Regions from separate parts of the Mus musculus genome. Here region 2 is linked to region 1. The links are chromatin contacts, called in public HiChIP or PLAC-seq maps. All regions are on one chromosome and are shown on one strand. Each heading gives the region's core, a stretch centred on a gene start, on an enhancer-like site or on the middle of the called end of the contact. The rest is flanking DNA. Distances are from core to core; before and after follow the strand shown. Region 1 has its middle 34 kb from the start of Gm46963. Region 2 holds the start of Snrnp27 (small nuclear ribonucleoprotein 27 (U4/U6.U5)).

What was found. HiChIP or PLAC-seq counts read pairs in DNA pulled down with a chosen protein or histone mark.
Region 2: an H3K27ac HiChIP or PLAC-seq map of the HPC-7 cell line shows a contact between it and region 1, with 6 times the contacts expected there. The contact joins the promoter of Snrnp27 here to the enhancer-like site in region 1. A contact is called at or near these places in 22 of 39 promoter capture datasets (the 3T3-L1 cell line, 3T3-L1-derived adipocytes, the C10 cell line and 15 more), 1 of 15 datasets of contacts at CTCF or cohesin (large pre-B cells), 47 of 484 Hi-C or Micro-C datasets (the 4T1 cell line, B cells, the BV-2 cell line and 25 more), 24 of 115 datasets of contacts at active chromatin or transcription factors (the 230-238 cell line, CD8 T cells, the HPC-7 cell line and 18 more) and 3 of 9 other capture datasets (adipose tissue, liver and pancreatic islet).

The regions. Positions count from the first base shown.
Region 1 is chr6:86,569,560-86,572,259 of GRCm38.p6, forward strand. No RefSeq gene overlaps it. Among named protein-coding and RNA genes, the nearest start is that of Gm46963, 34 kb to the right of the region's middle. Within about 2 kb of position 1,417, at least 174 of the 459 cell types and tissues checked have an H3K27ac peak or open chromatin away from gene starts, as enhancers often do. A contact at or near this core is called in the 230-238 cell line, the 4T1 cell line, the C2C12 cell line and 17 more, where this site is marked.
Region 2 is chr6:86,683,154-86,685,853 of GRCm38.p6, forward strand. Snrnp27 (small nuclear ribonucleoprotein 27 (U4/U6.U5)) reads right to left here and starts at 1,338. Exons shown (of 6, transcript NM_025665.2): 1 at 1,294-1,338. The coding sequence starts at 1,327.

The DNA of each region.
Region 1 (2,700 bases), core at 167-2,666:
CAGAGACTGTTCCAGTGAATTGTCCCTGAGTAAACAAGGCTGGCGCTCTTTTGCCTTTCTGAGGAAGACCAGATGGCTGTAGGTGCTGGCACAGCACCAAGGGGTTCTTGGCCCTGGGCCAGCAGAGGAAACAGAGTGCCAGGTGATAGGAAAAAAAAAAAAAAGAGGACTGGTGTGACTTGAGAGGGACCAAGAATGTCCTGTTTCTGAGGTCTTTCCCTGGCCTTTTGCTAGTGTGTGGAATTTCACAGCTGAAAGCTCTTGTTTTAATTGTGTGTATGCATGCGTGCATGCGTGTGTGTGTGTGTGTGTGTGTGTGTGTGTGTGTGTGTGTACCTGCCTGTGTGGGATGGGGGAGAGTATTAGGGTCCTCTTTTTACTTTTAATACAGAGTCCCATAAAGTTGCCCAGGCTGGCCTTGAACTTGTGTTCCTCCTTCCTTAGCCTTCCAAGTAGCTAGAATTACAGGTCTGTGTCTTCAGGCCTAGCTCTTGGTTTAAATCTTTGGTACTCAACTGAAAGTGAAGGCTGAGAATGTATCTTAGTGAAAGGACACAAGCTTAGCATGGTCCAAGCCTCGAGTTCAGTGTCTAATGCCCAGCCCTGTATAGGGGAGAGGAAAGGAAGGGGAACAAGAGAGGGAGAGTGGAAGGGCAGGCAGGCAGGGAGGGAGGGAGGGAGGGAGGGAGGAAGGAAAGAAGGAAAGAGGGAGGAAGAGAGAGAGAGAGGGAGAGAGAGAGACAGAGGAATGAATGAATGAGAGTGAGAAGAGAGAGACAGAGACTGACAGAAGGAGCACACACTCCAGAAAGGGATTTGATCAGGAAACCTCTGGAATGTGTGACATTGATTTCACAGAACTAGCCTGTGGAAGGGATGGGTGACAGGGAAGATGCTGCGCCTTAGTTGTAGAGGCAGGAGAAACTCCAGTGAGTCTGAGGTAAAGGCAGCTGGGTCCTAAAGGGAGGATTCAGTTTTTTTCAGTTCTGCCTGTAGAAGGGCAGCCCTGAGGACTGCTGAGTGAGTGCTGGGCAGGGAGGGTTCTGCAGGCTACTGGGACTCAGTGCTGAGTGAGTGCTGGGACTCAGTGCTGAGTGAGTGATGGGCAGGGAGGGTTCTGCAGGGTACTGGGACTCAGTGCTGAGTGAGTGCTGGGACTCAGTGCTGAGTGAGTGATGGGTAGGGAGGGTTCTGCAGGGTACTGGGATTCAGTGCTAAGTGAGTGATGGGCAGGGAGGGTTCCGCAGGGTGCTGGGACTCAGGCGTCTGGAGGAGACTGATGGCCAGACTACAACCCAGGAGTGCAAAACCCGTGGGTCTGTGGTTTGTTGTGATGTCCTCAGAATGTCCCAGATCTCAGGAAGGGGAGGCTCGGCTTCCTAGAAATGATGCACAGTGATGGCGTAAAAGAGGCCTCCGGTGACAGCATGGGGCGGGCGGGGCACTTCCTTCATGCTGCTGGTCACAGACTTTCCCAGTGCTGAGTGGGGGCTTTGCAGGAAACAGACTAGGCACGTGAGAAGCAATCGGGCACCTGACACACAGCCCCTTGGGCTGTACCTGGAGCGTCTAGAACAGGGTCAGACCAGACTTCAGCTGTCCTCCTCCAGAGAGAGGTTTTCTGGTGCTCAAACTGCCTCAAGGGTTTGGATTCTCCCAGTTGTCCTTCCCTGGAATCTTGCCAGGACCAGCTCAGGTCTCAGCTCCCTGCTGATAGTATTTTCCTTCGGATCCACTTTGGCTTCACTCAGGCCTTGTAAGCTCTAACATTCTAACCCCTGCTCCTCCACTCTCCCCCCCTACCCCAAGTTTGACAACACTTTTAATAGAGTAGTAGGACTCTGAAAGTTTCTAGAAGACTATCCTTTCAACACCCTTAACCTCATATGCAGACTGTAATGGCAGCTGTGTCTGCTGCTGATTGAAGGGCTAGTATCCCCAAGAGGTAGGGACCCCTGGCATGCTTTCTGTGCCCTAAATGACAGTTGCCCACCTGTCTCTGCCTTCCTCCATCTTGCCTTTACTGTGCCTTTGACAGTGCCAGGCCCTGTCCACCATCCACCTCTCGTTCTCAGACTCTGGCCCAGTTGTGAGTTCCTCTTCAGGAGCTGTGGCCAGACTTCAGTGGAGAGAAAGTCCTGCCTGCTCTGCTGGCCATATTGAACTGCCTGTTGCTCTGGGGGCTAACCGGATGTCATGTTGGTCTGTCTGCTTTTTTGAGGAAGGCTTATAGCTTCACTGAGTTCTTGTCTTGAATTTTATGCTAGCTTTCCACGCCTGTACTGGCTGGTTTTGTGTGTCAACCTGACACAAGCTGGAGTTATCACAAGTAAGGAGCCTCCCTCGAGGAAATGCCTCCATGAGATCCAGCTGTAAGGCATTTTCTCAATTAGTGATCAAGGGGGGAGGGCCCAATGTGGATGGTGCCATCCCTGGGCTGGTAGTCCTGGGCTCTATAAGAGAGCAAGCTGAGGGCTGGAGAGGTGGCTCAGCAGTTAAGAGCACTGACTGCTCTTCCAGATGTCTTGATTTCAATTCCCAACAACCACATGGTGGCTCACAACCATCTCTAATGGGATCTGATGCCCTCTTCTGGTGTGTCTGAAGACAGCTATAGTGTACTCATATACATAAAATAAATAATATGAAAGAAAGAAAAGAAAGAAAGAGAGAGAGAGAGAAAGAAAGAGGAAGAAAGAA
Region 2 (2,700 bases), core at 88-2,587, 110 kb after region 1:
CCACGAGCTCTAGAATAGGCACTGCTAAGTGACAGAGAAACCCTGTCTTAAAAAAACAAATGCTGGGCAGCGGTGGCACACGCCTTTAATCCCAGCACTTGGGAGGCAGAGGCAGGAGGATTTCTGAATTCAAGGCCAGCCTGATCTACAGAGTGAGCTCCAGGACAGCCAGGGCTACACAGAGAAACCCTGTCTTGAAAAACCTAAACAAACAAACAAACAAACCAAGAAGTAATTCTTGTGCATAGTGGCACACACCTGTAACACCAGGACTGGGGAAGTGGAGGCAGAAAAAGCAATCATTCAAGACCAACCCCTGTTATGGTAAGGCCCTGTTTGCCATGCATCTGTGAGGCACTAAGTTCAGTTCTCTTGATCTCTCTCTCTCTCTCTCACACACACACACCCCTACTAACATTTCAACACATAACATCACTTAAATTACTTTAAAGTCAAACAATGTGGTGTATTTTAAAATCACCCATATTTCGACCGTTTATACAATAGCCTAATATCCAATTAGATTATCTTTTCAGTCAGAATCGTATTTTTAAAACAAAGTTCTGTGTTTTCTGAAAGCATGGCTGTGTATGAGGCTATCCCCGCCCCCTTGTTTGCTCTACCATGTCTTGTACTAATTAGTAAACTGGCCAAAGTAAGGCATAATGCTACACAATAGGTATTTCCCAAAGGAAAACCAATCTATTGGACATTTACTGCACTTCGAAGGCTCAATTTGCTTGAGGCCCTGGTTGCCTAGTAAGATAATTGAGTATTAGTTGAAGGTGAGCCTTGTTCTAAACAACTAGAGACTAATTCTAATCCCTTAACATGGCTGAGGATACAGATATCCTCTGAGTTTCCCCAAAGTCCCACCTTACACGGCCTCAGTCCTATGCTCTCTGTCTTATGTACAGAAGACATTAGGATATGCGGTCTCAAATTCTAAACACTTCCAACTAAAGACCCAGGCAGGGCACCGACATTTAGAAAGCATCTGTGAGCCAAGGCAGGTTGAATGTTATGGAGGGTGACGTTAATTCTCACACCAATCCTTCACGGTAAAGTTACCTACGATGGTTACGGGGACTGGACAGAGAAAGGCAGGCTGACTTATGATGTATGCACGGTCCCCCAGGAGCTAAGCGAAGGGACTGTGGAACTCTAGTTCAGGGCAGGGCTGAGGAGAGCAGGTCCCGGCCTCGCCCCGTCCCGCACTCTCCCGGGCCTTCGAGGTTAAGGTCGTGGGTAGCACCTGACACCGTCCCTAGCCGTGAGACTTTCTGGACTCACCCCTACGCGGGGAGCGGCTACGACTTCGACCCATCGGAGTCCTCCTCCTCCTCCTCCGACCGCCCCGGAAACAACCCCACAACTTCCGGAGCAGCTGGAAGTTGATTTTTGCAGGCCGGCTGGAAACTAGCAGAGCGCGTGGCGAGGGTTCCGGCGGCTCCAGCAAACAGATGACTTAAGTCTTGCCCTGGAAGTCGCCCCAGGGCCTGAAGTTCCTGGAAGAACTGGGCGCTAATTCCGCTTCTTCAAGTTGAGATTTCTTTTTAAATCTTGTCGCGATTTACCCCTTTGTCCTGCTGGAGAACTCACCTGTGTATCGCTCCACCCAGCACAGTTCTCTCTTGTTTTCCCAGCGTTCCTCTACACGTATAAAATACATCACACCAATCCTTTCTTGTTGTGGTTTTTCGAGACAGGGTTTCTCTGTGTAGCTCTGGCTGTCCTGGAACTCTGTAGACCAGGCTGGCCTCGAACTCAGAGATCAGCCTACTTCTGCCTCCCAAGTGCTGGGATTGAAAGAGTGTCTTACAACGTCAGGCCACACGAATTCTAATCGGCATGAGCTGTTTTTGACTTTTGCATTTAATTCTTAAGTCAGCTTTATGTTGGCGCAAGTGACAGCACTGGGATTGCACCCTAAACTACTATGGCGGTTTGAGAGAGTTCGTTTTATTTTTGTATGTATGTGGGTGTCCCTTGTATTCCATGCAACTGGCCATTGAGAACCTGACAGTAGGCACTGAGAAAGTGAGCAGCAAACCCACTGCATTCTCCCATCTCTTCAGCCCCAACTACTGTTTTTTGTAAGTAAAAGGCTCCATCCTACTCCCGAAGGGAACCTCCCAAATGTTGCCGTAACCTTCAAAATGAAAGGCTTTATGAGCCGCGCGCTCGCGCACACACACAAGAACGCGGCTTCTTGCAGTAAAACATGTATACAGCGAGTGGGAAAGGCTGCAGCCTCTACTGATGGAACCAGTGCTCTTGCCAGCCTTTGACGGGCAACAGCTGAGGACAGGCTTCTAGAACAAAAACTTAGGAAGAGGCAGAAGAGGCTAGTTTTAGTTTGAAAACACTTGGTCCACTAGTCATCATGTTAAGGAAAAAAAAAAAAAGGTAAATAAATAGACTTTTGTACAGCCTCTTTTATACCTGATCCCAACTAAACTAGAATTTCCACCATGCGGCCTGACTTCCATATTTTTGAGATTATGTGTCAAGCCGTAGGAGAGCACTGGGAATCTCCTGTCACTTATAAGGAAGTTTTAGGGATAATCTTGGATAACCACTATGGACAGCTGAAGTCACTGTCCACAGTGCAAGAGGGGGATTTGAGGAAGCCAGAGCACTGTATTAGAGGTGTGAGAAGACAGCAAAGTGACATGGGGGCTATGGGTGATCAGAGAC